Linked DNA regions of Ovis aries: region 1 is linked to region 2. The links are chromatin contacts, called in public Hi-C maps. All regions are on one chromosome and are shown on one strand. Each heading gives the region's core, a stretch centred on a gene start, on an enhancer-like site or on the middle of the called end of the contact. The rest is flanking DNA. Distances are from core to core; before and after follow the strand shown.

Region 1 (7,662 bases), core at 4,652-7,151, 180 kb before region 2:
GAAGCCTGGAGTGCTGAAGTTCATGGGGTCATAAAGAGTTGAACATGATTTAGCGACAGAACAACTAATTATAATGCCCTTATCCTCCTGGTTGTTTGCCAAACTTTTTTTCAATTTCCAAAACCTTGTTTAGATATTATTTCATGTGGCAGAGTCTCGCTAGATGCTAACTAAATACCTTTCCCTCCTTGAGCACACAATTAGATGGCATTTCCCAGCCTCCTTTGAAACTGGATATGGCATAACTGGGTTACAATCAATGGAATATGGGTGGATTTACATATACCACTTTCAAGCCTCCCAAAGAATAGAACTGAAGGACTCAGGCCCTAGTGGGCATGGCCGTAGAAAACTGTATTTTATTTGCAATTGTTTACTTCCTCATCTTCCAAGGGGCTTACATGGCTCTACCCGTGGCCACAGGATTTCCCTACTTCCTATGAGGCAGATTCCCTCCCCTCTTAATAATATCAGGCATGGACATATGACAAGGCTTTAGCCAATGGAACAAAAGTAGGTGCTGTTTATGTCACATCTGAGCAAAAGTTTAAAGAGGTGTCAAAACTTTTCTCCTATTCCTTTGCTCTTCCCTTCTATCATAAGACAGGTATGACCTTCACAGAAGCTGCTTCTTCAGCCTGAGTCCCCAGATGGGCAGAAACAGAGCCAGACCCTGGAAAAGAGCCTTCACTAAAGTGCAAACTAAAAGTCAAATAAGCAAGAAATAAACTCCAGTTACTGTAAGCCACTGGAATTTCATTGTTGTTTGTTTTTAACTGCAGCAAAGCAGACTAGTACAATAGTGGCTCCAAAAGACAGAAGATGCCTAGACCCCTGAGTCATTGCTTAGACAACAGCAGCCTAGAGCCTCATCTGACCAGATGCCTTATGTTGGACTGCCGCATGAATAAGAAATAAAATGTTATTGCACTAAGCCACTGAAATGCTGGACTCACTTGTTACTGTAACAAGCTTACTCTGATTAATATACTTTCCCTGTGAAGTCTTTCCTCATCACCAGAATTAATTATTCTCTTCTCTATTCTGTTTCTGTACTCTATGTATACTTTTACTGTACATTCTATTATATTAAATAGTGCTTTTTTAACTGAATTATAGTTGATTTATAATACTGTGTTAAATTTCATGTGTACAGCAAAGTGATTCGGTTACACACATACACACACACACACACACACACTTGATTCTTTTCCATTATATATACACACATTTGATTCTTTTCCATTATATATACACACATTTGATTCTTTTCCATTATATATACACACATTTGATTCTTTTCCATTATATATATACACATTGATTCTTTTCCATTATAGTGTATTATACGATACTGAATATAGTTCCCTATGGCATACAGCAGATCCTTGTTGTTTATCTATTTTATATATGGTAGTGTGCATCTGTTAATCCCATACTCCTAATTTATCTATCTCCCCTCTTCACAAGTTTGTTTTCTATGAGTCTATTTCAGTTTTGCAAATAAGTTCATTTGTACTATTTTCTATATCCACATAGAAGTGGTATTGTATTTGTTTTTCTCTGTCTTACTTCATTTAGTATGATAATCTCTAGGATCATCCATGTTGCTGCAAATGGCATGATTTCATTCTTTTCTATGATGAGTAATTAATATATGTATCTTCCTTATCCATTCATCTGTTGACAGACACTTAGGTTGCCTCCAAGTGTTAGCAACTGTAAACATGCTGCTATGAACACTGGGGTACACGCATCTTTTCAAATTAGAGTTTTCTTTGGATGTAGGTCCAAGAGTGGGGTTGCTGGATCATATGGTAGCTTTATTTTTACTTTAAGGAACCTCCATACTGTTTTCCATAGTGGCTGTACCAAATCACATTCCCGTCAACAGTTTGGAAGGTAGTCTTTTCTTCACACCCTCCCCAGCATTTATTATTTGTAGATTTTTTGATGATAGCCATTCTGAATGGTGTGAGGTAATACCTCAAAGTGGTTTTTATTAAACAATTTTTATTAGAGTATAGTTGATTTGGGCTTCCCTAGTGGCTCAGATGGAAAAGAACCTGCCTGCAATGCTGGAGACCCAGATTCCCACCCTAGGTTGGGAAGATCCCCTGGAGAAGGGAATGGCAACCCACTCCAGTATTCTTGCCTGGAGAATCCCATGAACAGAGGAGCCTGGTGGGCTATAGTCCATGGGGTCACAAAGAGTTAGACACGACTGAGTGAGTAATACAGTAACAGTTGATTTACAAGGTCTGTTAGTTTGAGGTGCATAGCAAAGTGAATCAGTTACACATATATCCACTCTTTTTTTAGATTCTTTTCCCATACTGGTCATTTCAGAGTACTGAGTAGAATTCAACGTGGTTTTTGATTTGCACTTCTCTAATAATTAGCATCGTTGGTCATCTGCATGTCTTCTTTGAAGAAATGTTTATTAAATAGCACCTTTTTACACACACCAGCTTCCCCTACTAGTCTATAAGCTCCATGAGAGCAGAGCTGCTAGTCTAATCATCTTTGAATCCCAGCACATAGCAGATGTACACTTAAAAATAGGCAGGTGCTCTTACTGTAACAGGTCAACAGTTCATAAGCACCCACATACCTCAATATTAGTTTTAATGTCAATGAAAATATCTCCCTCTTCCAATTACAGGGTTTCTGTATCATTATCACTTTGAAAGTAGATGGGTATGGATTGCTATGTAAGGACTAATTCACTAAATACTGCCAAACTGGAAATGCTAAAACTTAAATGGTGCTTTGGGAGCACATGGTCATTAAAATCTAAAACTTGCACACTCTATAGTTAGCACAAAAATTTTAAATAGTTTATTTCCCAAAGTAACTAAACACACACACATATACATATAAATTCATACCTGATTTCTTTGCTTTTCTACTTCATCCTCAGACATGCAGTTGGACAGAATCTCAGACCATTCCAGGCGCTCCTCTGGTGTCTTCATTGCAAGACTATCAAACATTTCAAAGTAAAGCCATGCCAGATCCTTAGCTAACTGCAGCTTCCCACATGCAATGTGCCTCCATGTAGACCAAGACAGGCGTGGGTAACCTCCCTCTACGGTCCGTGTTCGCACGTAGGTGGATATCTTCCTGAGATAGTGAAGACTGAATTTGGAAGGAGGGGGAATCTGCAAGGCACCCACTATAAAGGGTTCTGCTTTCACCCAGAGGAGAACTCCGGACTGATCCATATTATCTCTAAGGACATCTGCATGAAAAGGCTTCTTTGCATACCTAGGAAACAAAGTTTCTTTACAAACTAATTTGAAACAAAACTCATTTACACATTTTCTTGTAAGGTGACCTCTCCCTTAACTGTTTTTAAATGTACTGCTGCTGCTGCTGCTAAGTCACTTCAGTTGTATCTAACTCTGTGCGACCCCACAGACAGCAGCCCACCAGGCTGCCCCATCCCTGGGGTTCTCCAGGCAAGAACACTGGAGTGGGTTGCCATTTCCTTCTCCAATGCTTGAAAGTGAAAAGTGAAAGTGAAGTCGCTCAGTTGTGTGCGACTCTTAGCGACCCCATGGACTGCAGCCCACCAGGCTCCTCCATCCATGGGATTTTCCAGGCAAGAGTGCTGGAGTGGGGTGCCACTGCCTTCTCCATTTAAATGTACTAGGTCAGTTTAAAAAGTGAATAGATTTTTTGGTCAGATCTCATCATAATCTATTTGAGCAAGAAAAAAATGTGATAAAACCATCTGACTTGTTCAAAGTGGTTGTTCTAGGAAGAGTATAAATGCATGAGGTACGAGATAGATGCTTGCTCAGGATAAAGAAAAGAAGAAATGGAAAAAGAGAGCCATCCTATCACCAGAAATCTTGCTCTACCCTGAGGGCAAACACTAATCAAAATAAGAGGAATAACATTCCAAAGTCCAATCACTTACATATAGAGGATGAGATTGATTAAAGATTGGGTGTGTTAGTTGCCCATATGAGTGCAACATCAAGCACTAGCACGAGGTGGCACACAAGAACGCTCATGTAAACATAAACCGAAAAAACTGACCAAGGAAATTAAAGCACCTTTACTCTCCGTAACAGTTAACCTGCTCTGGCATATTCTATTGTCCTTAGTTCAGGAGCAATATTTTTAGATTTTGTTGGTTTATTGCTTGTTGTAACAACAAGATACCATTTTAATGGAATATTTATTAAATATCTAAAAATGGAAGGGGAGCAAAGTATCCATAGGCCTACCACCAAAGGGAAACTGGTTAATATTTTACTGTACTTCCTTCCTTTTTCTACACAGGTTTTTGAATGTTCATAGTTGTGATAACACTGTATATTTTGCATTGTATAATACAATTCTGTATTATTTTAAAAGCTGAAAAAATATACTCCAGTTTACTCAACTGTTCTATTTTCAGACACCTTGTAAATTTAATTTTTTTCACAAAAACAAGACAGACAAAATAGTGATCATTGTTGAAGCTGGATGATGAGCACATGGGGGTTCACTTACCTATTCTACTTTTATATATGAGAAATTTTTCTGCGATAAAAAGTTTAACATTTTCACTTTTATAAATAATGCTATAATTACCACCTTTCTGCATATATTCTGTCTTGTGATTAATTCCCAGAGAAAATTTTCAAATGCGCATTTGTGAAATGAAGTAATTGACATTTCTCAAGTTCCTGCCATATATGTCCACTGCTTTCCAAAATGATTATATAAAATTTTCCATCAGTTGACCAAGCAATGGTTTTCATCGAGCATGCCTCAGCATTAACCTTACTTTAAAAACCTTCATTTTATGACTGGATGAAAAAAAGTGTTACTGCTATTTTTGTTTGGCACTTGATTCTAAGAAAGCTGTGCTTCTTCGGGGAATTCTCTGTTCAAAAAATAACGGACATAAATTACGTGCATATTATGCGCCAGGTAGCATTCTAAGTATTTCATGTTCTTCACCTTCTTTCATGCTTACAATCACCTAGAGATACATATATTATCCCCATTTTCAGATGAGAAAACGGGGGCTTAGAAAAGTTAAGTGAGTTACTTACCTAGAGTCACATACTTGAGTTGGCAGAGAACCCTGGATTAGAATTCAAGTCACTCTGACTTCAGAACTGAGCTACTTACAAATATATATATTAATACTTTAGGAACCCAGTTTTAGGAGAATCTGGAAAGTGGGAGTGAATCCAGAAGAGAATTACCAGAATGAGTGGTCTTAAACGGAGGGCCACGTAAGGGCCAGGTGAAGAATCATGGAAGCATGAACCCCAGAAAGGGTGTGAGAGGGTGGATGACAGCTATCTTTGAACTCTCTGAGTAAAATCAGACGATGCAGGTTCTGTGAGGAAGATCTTGGTCCACTCCAGTATAGTCCACCTGTCTCTATAGCGAGCAATCAAAAGCTCAATGGAGACGAACCCTCTATTCTAACCACGAAATTCCGGACGGCTAAATTCATAAACATAAACGGAAGCTCCTTTCCGCTTCAAAAGCTTCCCTGGGATGCCCTGGGATCCTGGTTTTTCAGGAAGGGAGGCCAGCGTGAGGCCCAAGGCCGTCCTCCCGAGGCTTCGCCGCCACCTCATCCGCTGTCCAGGGTAGGACGCGGTCCAGGTTGGGAGGCGGGATGTGCAGCCCGAGAGCGCCCCGATCAGACTTCGGGAACAGAGAAGCCCCAGGTAACAGGGTCTGTAGAGGACCCAAAACCTGGCGAGCGCAAAGGCTGCCTTCCCAGCCGGAGCCTGAAGCGAGATGGTCCCTCTCCTCCCTCCCTGGCGTGGGCCCGCGAGCGGTTACCTGCGAAGGCAGCTGGCCGTTCCTCCGGACCTCTCAGGGCGCGGCCGTGCCTTGCGCGCCAGACCGGCCCAGCGCTCGTCGCCCAGCTTCTGCGCAAGCGCGAGGTCTCGCACCACCGAGACCTGGCGCACGACATTGCTAGAGCGGCCCAGTACTTCTTTCGCGATCTGCGAAACACTTGGCTGGCGCCAAGAGTCCTTGATGCTGGAACCTGGAACCAGACCTGGCTGCTTTCTGGAGTCGAGCTTTTCTACTCAGGGTAGTAGGAAGTTTTCTATGCCTCCACAGAGCTGTGGTCAGCGACTAGCTGCTGGTAAGGTCAGCACGCTTTCATCAGTAATAATAATGAAAGTGACAGTTTACTTTTATAGAATACTATGAACTGGGCACTGATTAAAGCACCTTAACTTATCTGTCTTCCTAAGAGCACTCTAAGTACACTTGTTTTACAGATGAAGAAACTAGGGCTTAGAGAGGTGAAAGTACCACAGCGACCGAGCAAAGATACAAACCCAGGCTATCTGAAGCGAGAGCGACCAGGGTGAGCTCATGTCAACCATGTTACTGCTTTTAAGTTTTGTTTTTTTTTTTTTTTTTTTGGATTTCACCTAGTATAAGAACATCACTCTTTTCTCTAAACTTTCATTTTATGATTTTTGGCCATTTTCTGTTTTCTTAGTTCGTTTATGGCCTCTAGGTGTGGGAGATACAAAGGTAAAAAAGACCATAAAATGCAATTTAGCTCCTCTTGCATGTGGCCTCTCTCCCTTAGTAGGCATCTTCCTGAAAGCAGTAACCTGGCCTCCCTCTTAGCTCTGCACTGTATCTGGCACAGTGTTAGCCACTTGAATTACAGTAGTGAACAAAACATAAAGCCCTTGTTTTCTTGGAGTGTATATTTTGATAGGGAGAATGGGTGAATGCCAAATCTGAGCTGAGGCCTGAAGAGTAAGAAGCCAGCACACGAAGATCACAGTTAAAGCGACTTTTACGCAGTGGCAGACTCTGTTCTAAGCTGCTGCCTTAAACAGCTGTTAAGAGAACAGTCCATATTCATGCTCTCATGAAACTGGCATTCCAGTATGTGTGTGTGAGGGCAGGGATGAAAATAATAGAGCAGTATAAAAACAGAGATTCAATAGTTGCTAATTTTGGTTGCTCCGTCAAGGAAGTCTTCTATAAAGTGGTGAATTTAAGCTGTTATCTGAGTTTAAAAAGGAGTCACCCCTGTTAGGATCTGAGGGAAGAGTGTTTCAGGCAGAAAAAAAAACTAGAATAAAGGCCTTAACTAGGAATGAGCTTGATGTATTCAAAAAAGATAAAGGAAACTGTTTTGCTGGAAAACGTGGTAAGGAGTATACTAGGTGAAGGTACAGATCATGTACGTTTTTTGTTCTTTTTTTCCCAGCTTTATTAAAAAATAATGTTTCTTACTGGCCACATGTGGCTATAGAGCACTTGAAACTTGGCTAGTGGCACACTGGAATGATGCTGAGAGTCAAGGTGCATTCATTTATACATTCCTCCCTATGTCCTGCTTCCTGATTCTGACTTTTGCCTGCCACCTGCTGTGATCACTTGATCACCATAGCTGCATTGCCAATCATGGCTCAAATATTTATCTGTGAGGTTTGCTTTTTCTATTTAAGTTCCCATAAATTTTTATTTCATTATATTTATTCTGCAGATGATCACTGGCATGTTTGAACAGTATCATTCTCCCATTTCCCCAGCTCTTTATATTCTAGACTGAGAGATTTTAGATTATCAACTTAATCTGACTTTATACACATTTCTTATTTTTTGAGATGTAACAGTACAGACTTTTAGGATTGTACAGGAAGAGACTCTCGC
Region 2 (7,493 bases), core at 4,511-7,010:
AGTTTGAGTAAGCTCTGGGAGTTGGTGATGGACAGGGAAGCCTGGCATGCAGCAGTCCATGGGGTCTCAGAGTCGGACACAACTGAGTGACTGAACTGAACTGAACTGAATGCTTTTAGCAGTTTAAATAAAAGATTTGAGCTGATAATACAGAACTCTGACCAAGTTTCATTTCTTCAAATAAAACATAAATTTTCAAAAATGTTTAAAGGCAGGTTTCTGTCAAAGTGTTGTCTATCATTGTTTAGTTGTTAAGTTGTGTCCAACTCTTGCAACCCCATGGACTGAGCCTGGCAGCCTCCTCTGTCCATGGGGTTTTTCCCGGAAAGAATACTGGAGTAGGCTGCCATTTCTTCCCCCTGGGGATCTTCCTGATTCAGGGATCAAAACCACATCTCCTGCTTGGCAGGAGGATTCTTTTATTACTGAGTCACCTGGGAAACTGTGTTGACTATAGACTAACCTGAATCAAAATCACACAGGGGTAATGGCTAATTCTAACACCTCCTAACCTGAAGGATTGGGGAAGATGCTTTGCCACCTACATGTAATATTCTTGCCAAAAATATTGAAGATGAATCTATAATGAGTGAATGATCAGAGAAATTCAAAGTGAGGGACATTCTAAAACAAAGAAACAAACTGGTCTAGAATCTTCAAAAATGTCAGTGTTATGACAGACAAGTGAAACAGCCAAACCAGATTTATGAGGTCAAAGAAAGGCAATGCCAAAAAATGCTCAAACTATCACACAATTGCACTCATCTCACATGCTAGTAAAGTAATGCTTAAAATTCTTCAAGCCAGGTTTCAGCAATATGTGAACCGTGAACTTCCTGATGTTCAAGCTGGTTTTAGAAAAGGCAGAGGAACCAGAGATCAAATTGCCAACATCCGCTGGATCATGGAAAAAGCAAGAGAGTTCCAGAAAAACATCTATTTCTGCTTCATTTACTATGACAAAGCCTTTAACTGTGTGGATCACAATAAACTGTGGAAAATTCTGAAAGAGATGGGAATACAGACCACCTGACCTGCCTCTTGAGAAATTTGTATGCAGGTCAGGAAGCAACAGTTAGAACAGGACATGGAACAACAGACTGGTTCCAAATAGGAAAAGGAGTATGTCATGGCTGTATATTGTCACCCTGCTTATTTAACATCTATGCAGAGTAAGTACATCATGAGAAACACTGGACTGGAAGAAACACAAGCTGGAATCAAGACTGCTGGGAAAATATCAATCACCTCAGATATGCAGATGACACCACCCTTAAGGCAGAAAGTGAAGAGGAAGTAAAAAGCCTCTTGCTGAAAGTGAAAGAGGAGAGTGAAAAAGTTGGCTTAAAGCTCAACATTCAGAAAACGAAGATCATGGCATCCGGTCCCATCACTTCATGGCAAATAGATGGGGAAACAGTGGAAACAGTGTCAAACTTCATTGTTTTGGGCTCCAAAATCACTGCAGATGGTGATTGCAGCCATGAAATTAAAAGACGCTTACTCCTTGGAAGAAAAGTTATGACCAACCTAGAGAGCATATTCAAAAGCAGCCACATTACTTTGTGGACTAAGGTCCGTCTAGTCAAGGCTATGGTTTTTCTTGTGGTCATGTATGGATGTGAGAGTTGGACTGTGAAGAAGGCTGAGTGCTGAAGAATTGATACTTTTGAACTGTGGTGTTGGAGAAGACTCTTGAGGGCCCCTGGACTGCATGGAGATCCAATGAGTCCATTCTGAAGAAGATCAGCCCTGGGATTTCTTTTGGAAGGAATGATGCTAAAGCTGAAACTCCAGTACTTTGGCCACCTCATGGGAAGAGTTGACTCATTGGAAAAGACTCTGATGCTGGGAGGGATTGGGGGCAGGAGGAGAAGGGGACGATAGAGGATGAGATGGCTGGATGGCATCACGGGCTTGATGGACGTGAGTCTGAGTGAACTCCGGGAGTTGGTGATGGACAGGGAGGCCTGGTGTGCTGCGATTCATGGGGTCGCAAAGAGTCGGACACAACTGAGCGACTGAACTGAACAGAACTGAAGACACACAAGCACACACTACACACACATACAATGTATACACACATATATGTAATAGAATTTCTGATGAGAAAATCCTAGATTTTTGTTTTTAAAGTCACAAAGTAAATTACTGGGACATTTGAGAAGTGTTGAATACTGTTACAGTTATTATTACATCAATAGTAAATTTGGGAGTATAATGATACTTCTGTGCTTTTATGAAAAGAGTATCATTGTTTTTAGGATGTCGTGCTGAAGCATTAGGACTGAAGTCACTACTATGTCTGTGACTTTCAGAAGTTAAGAAAAAGTCACGGATAAATATGAGAGAAAACAAACGTAGTGAACTATTAACAATTGGTGTGTGAAACATTTGGCATTTGTTGCATTTTCTTGCAACTCTTCCTTAGGTTTAGAATTTTCCAAAATAAAAAGCTGGCACCACCTCAGATTAGATCACTGGATCTGGGTTGGGAGGGTGGAGTCCCACATAATCTGCATTTCAGAGAGGTCTTCCTATTGATTTTTACCCATACCATGGTTTAAGATGTATTGATTTGAAGTACAACAATGTAACTTTATTTCAGTTTTTATAAGGGTAGAGCTAGAAAAACCTCCATATCTTGATTACACAATAGAACTTAATAACCTTGGATTAATGAGTATAAACTTGTCCTTGTTCAACACCCCATTCCATGGTCCTCCTCAATTTTTTCCATTTTTTCAACTCTATTAATATCTTTACCTATCTTCACATAGATGTTTTAAAAGTCATTGTGAAGGGCAATTCCCTGGTGTTCCTGTGGTTAGGACTCAGTAATTTCAGTGCCAAAAGCCCAGGTTCAATCTGTGGTTGCGGAACTAAGATCCCACAAGCCAAGCAGCAAAGGAAATAAGTTATTGTGAAGAATGCGGCAGGGAGTGCCACTGTCCAAATTGCTTCAGTGGACATTGCTGCCATTCAAGCAGAATCTAGCCTCTTAATTTCCTCCAGTAACCGAATAATAAAGAGGCACTGTTCCTGTTCAGTTCAAGGCAATTCTTCCTAAACACTTATAGATGGATGTATTATCTTGTGTTTACTAAATAATACACGACATTAATAAGTAATAAATGAACTAAAGATCCAAAGTGAAAGTTATTCAGTTATGCCTGATTCTTTGTGACCCCCTGGATAGCCTGCCAGGCTCCTCTGTCCATGGACTTCTCCAGGCAAGAACACTGGAGTGGGTAGCCATTCCCTTCTCCAAGGGATCCTACTGACCCAGGGATCAAACCCAACTCTCCTGTATTGTAGGCAGATGCTTTACCACCTGAGCCACCAGAGAAGCCAGCCCAAAAGATCCAAACACACCTTAACAAACTTTGGTGTATCAATAGTTTACCAAGACATTCCTTTAAATGCATAGCTGCTGCTTAAAAATCAGCTGAGGCCTTAAACCAATGTTAGATTGGCAAGAAGGCACACAATGTAGTTGTTGTTGAATGTCGTTGAATCATGAGAATACTGGGTCCTTTCTATAGGGTTACATCACCCAACATAAAGCATACTCTTTTAATGTATTGTTACTGTTTTTTCATGTCATACTGACAAATCTATACTAATTCCTTGATTCCTCTGCTGAACATTGACTTATAATTGCTAGATAGATTTACAATTGTGGCTCACAAAGGGATAGAAGCCCAGTTTTAGTATATTTGCAGTATAAATAGCCTCCTATGTTCCCACTTAGCAAAGAAGCAGTTTGTAATTGACTTAGAGACCGCCATCTATTTTTAGATCTCGGGTAAGTAAAAAGTTTAACTGTATGCTCTGTGTTGATATGCAAAACTTTGTTAAAGTGTCTGTTTTGTTTGGGTCTTTATCTCATGTTTTACTTATCAAAGTTATTGAGTAAGCACTTGAAAATGTAGTAAACAGCATTTATTTGAGATACATTTGAGACTTGCAGGGTATGTGGGTCTAGATTTTTGCTGAATTTTAGATTAAGGCGCTTTCTTACCTTGAAACCCCTTGAGCAACTGTGACCTAAAACCAGAGTTTTAGTCCTTGATTATTTCCTGTTAAAATACTCTGGAAATCCTCCACAGCATGTAACAGTAGTGCTAAACCTAAGGAAATCACTCAACAATTAGGTGTTAATTGTTGAGTGATTTTCCCCATGGTTGACTGATTCACCAAAGACTCAAGTGAGACTTAACTGTTGGCCACATTTCTAATTAAGTATTTTCTTCAGTTTCCTGGATCCCAGGAGATTTTTAGTAGGTTTTGGATGAGCCAACAAGGACCTCTGACCTCCATTCTCAGAAAATGTCTGGCATTATTTCAAATCTGGATCTGAACATTATGAAGGGATGGATTGGGAGCAAAATCCCTGGATGGAGGGCCAAGTACACTTTGTCATCTGGGTATAACTTTTTGTCAGAATTTCCAGCATGATAATTTTATAAAAAATAATTTAAAAACTGGTATTTAGAACCAACTCTGTTGAATATAATAAGCAAATATAGAAAGTTGAGTCATTTTCTCTAGTTATCATACTTTAGGCCGTCCTTCTGAATTAATGAGAAAATATTTTCTGGAGTATTCGTGCTATCTTGCGGTATGAGTGGGACGGTATTTTAAAGTTAGATGACTAAACATACTATTCTGTTTGTTTTTATTAACGAGTCTGGGTTAGGGCTACAGTTGGAAAACCTCTGGAGCTTTATGAATCATGGAGCTTAATTAAGCAGCAAGGATTATATTGCTTTCAGTTTCAATAAATCAACATTCATTATATACAAGCAGTTACAATTCAAAAAATCTTTAGGGGAAAAAAAAAAAAAAAAGACTAGAACCAAAACCTATGTAATTCCAAAGCAGCATGGAGCTGTACCTGACGGGGAAGTATCCATTTAAATGCTTGCGTTTCAAGGAATATTACCCCTATATTTGCAAAAGTTCACAATGATTTTATCTGCCATTTCTCAAGCCTGTTAAAACATTATAAGCATTGTATTAAAGAGAGAATGAGAAAAGACCAGCGGCAACATGAGAAGAATGGAGGTGGCTACCCCAGAGATATGTGCAGAGCATACTATTTCTTCTCGCCCTGCACGATACACGGTAAACGGGACCTTCCAGGACATGTTGGGTAGCCGACATTTTCCGAAGCAGTAATTTCACATAGTCAAGGTCTGCAGGATGTTAAATGCTCCCGCGAAAGGCCAGGAGGCTCTTCATCTTCAAGTTAGGTAGCGGTGGGAACAGGCGGAATAACCCCAGTCCCCTCCAGTGCAGCGTATAGACTTGCCTGCCCCTCCGGCACGGAGCGCCGCGGGATTGGCGAGCTTGGCCCCACTAACCGGAGGGGAAGCCGGGGGAGCCCAGAGCCCTGGGCGCCCCAGGTTTCCGTCTCTCGGTCCTGTCCAGCGCCCCAGCTGCCTCTGCTTCGGGGATGCGGAAACCCCGTAGGAACAGGGCGGGCCGGGAACGCGGTCGTCCCACCGTTTGCTGCAATATTCTTCCGCTGCAGAGCAAAGAGTTCCAACCTTCCCCAGGGTCCTGGGATTCTCAGCAGCCCTGTAATATCGGCAAATAACCTAATTTGGGCTTTAACACCGATTTGCTTAGAATATTTTCTGAGATAAGCACTTTAGGGTCTCAATTTTGTGGTTGCCGAAGCGCGAAGGAAAATTCCTCCGCAGAAAACGGGTTCCGGCCGCGAGCCTATAAAAAACGGGTGGCGCGGCCCGGCTGTCTTTTCAGTCCGGCACTGAGTGGTTCTTCGGATCATGTCTGGTGGCTCCGCGGATTATAACAGGTATGGCGCTTCCTCGGTGGTGCTCTGTGGTATAGGTCCTAAGGCGCCGGTGGAGACTGTAATAGGTGGTCAGGAGGCAGGGAATTCTGGGTTTTAGGCATTGCCTTGGGATACAGTACCCTAGTGTCCTTCGAGAAGCTTCCATGGTGGGTAGGGCCTAGGTTGTGGGGTAAGTATGAAAACTGGGTGGTAAAAGAGTGTCTGTTCCCAAATACGCCTTGAAATCGCGGCCGTTTCCTCTGCCTCTGCGGAGCCCGGCGTTTAGTGGAAGCCGTGGCGCAGTCCGCAGTCGGTACAGTGTAACTGGGCCCCTAAGCTTTATTCGCGGCCAGCCGCGCGGTTTGGGAGCGCTAGACGATAGGTTTGGGTAGGGGTAGGACGGCGGCGGCTAGAGGCCGGGCCGGGTCGGCCACACGTTCCCGGCGAACCGTTGGCAAGGCCTTGCCGGGCCTCGGCCCGCGTCAATCACCCGGCTTGCGCAGTGTTAGGGGCGGAGCTCGGCGCGTGGAGCTCTCGCGAGATGGTCCGTGGCGGAGAGGGGAGCGCCCGGCGCTCGGGACTGGGGGGCAGGGCCTGCGTCCGTAGGGTTTCCGGGCGTCCCTGGTCCCTAACCTTTGAGTGGGCGCGCAGTACGCCTTGTGCCCTACGGCACCATCTTCTCTCGTTTGGAAAGTTTACACGTGCCGGGGAGGGCGACCGGGTCAGACTGGTTATAAAAGGGCTTTTATCCCTCTGAATGTGCAGTTATGGGGAAGGGATGTTCTCTAACTGCAGTTATTTTTGTCAGCAGAGAACATGGCGGCCCAGAGGGAATGGACCCCGATGGTGTCATCGAGGTAAGAAATAGATGTGGAATTTGGAACGTTGGAAAGGTGGGTTGGTTCATCCCATTTATTCCTTTATTTTTTTTTAACTTTCAGAGCAACTGGAATGAGATTGTTGATAACTTTGATGATATGAACTTAAAGGAGTCTCTTCTTCGGGGCATCTATGCTTATGGTTTTGAGAAGCCATCAGCTATTCAGCAGAGAGCTATTATTCCATGTATTAAAGGTAAAAGAACGTGTTGACGCTTCTTAAAAATGAGTTAACTGTCCAACATAGACCTGGATCTTTTCCCCTCTAATATGGGAAAATTACCTTTGGGAAACTAGCACTTATTTGTATTCCTTAAAGTGAAATGATGGCAATCATCTTTCGGGACTGACCTGAAATGAAGAGAATACTCATTGCTGATCACTTTTATTGTTTGGGCATAATTCATGTTCCAAATGGAATACATGGTGTGAACTAGAAGTAACGGTTTGATGTGGGATCGGTAAATATGTATCCTACTTTTTTTAGGGTATGATGTGATTGCTCAAGCTCAGTCAGGTACTGGCAAGACAGCCACATTTGCTATTTCCATCCTGCAACAGTTGGAGATTGAGTTCAAGGAGACCCAAGCACTAGTATTGGCCCCCACCAGAGAACTGGCTCAACAGGTATTGATAGTGTAGATGAAAAAAACTGCTTGCGTGTTGCATAGGTTTCAGGTTTCACAACTGTGAGAATTTAAAGCTTAGTATAAATTTGTCCTATAGAGCCCTCCTTTTGACTGTCCATGCATGCAGGGAGTTTTGTTGAAAGCTAGACAGGAACTGGGTGTACAGGTAATGGTTTGCAG

What was found. Hi-C and Micro-C count contacts between places; a contact is called where the count stands out from the background.
Region 1: a contact with region 2 is called in a Hi-C map of hypothalamus, with 2.0 times the contacts expected there. The contact joins the promoter of TBCCD1 here to the promoter of EIF4A2 in region 2. A contact is called at or near these places in 2 of 16 Hi-C or Micro-C datasets (blood and hypothalamus).

What each region holds. Positions count from the first base shown.
Region 1 is chr1:201,426,070-201,433,731 of ARS-UI_Ramb_v3.0, reverse strand. TBCCD1 (TBCC domain containing 1) reads right to left here and starts at 5,901. Exons shown (of 8, transcript XM_060419529.1): 1 at 5,809-5,901; 2 at 2,892-3,270. The coding sequence starts at 3,227.
Region 2 is chr1:201,242,590-201,250,082 of ARS-UI_Ramb_v3.0, reverse strand. EIF4A2 (eukaryotic translation initiation factor 4A2) reads left to right here and starts at 5,760. Exons shown (of 11, transcript XM_060419496.1): 1 at 5,760-5,827; 2 at 6,618-6,663; 3 at 6,748-6,880; 4 at 7,172-7,311. The coding sequence starts at 5,799. It overlaps LOC114111381 (small nucleolar RNA SNORD2), which reads left to right and starts at 7,001; the gene lies at 7,001-7,069.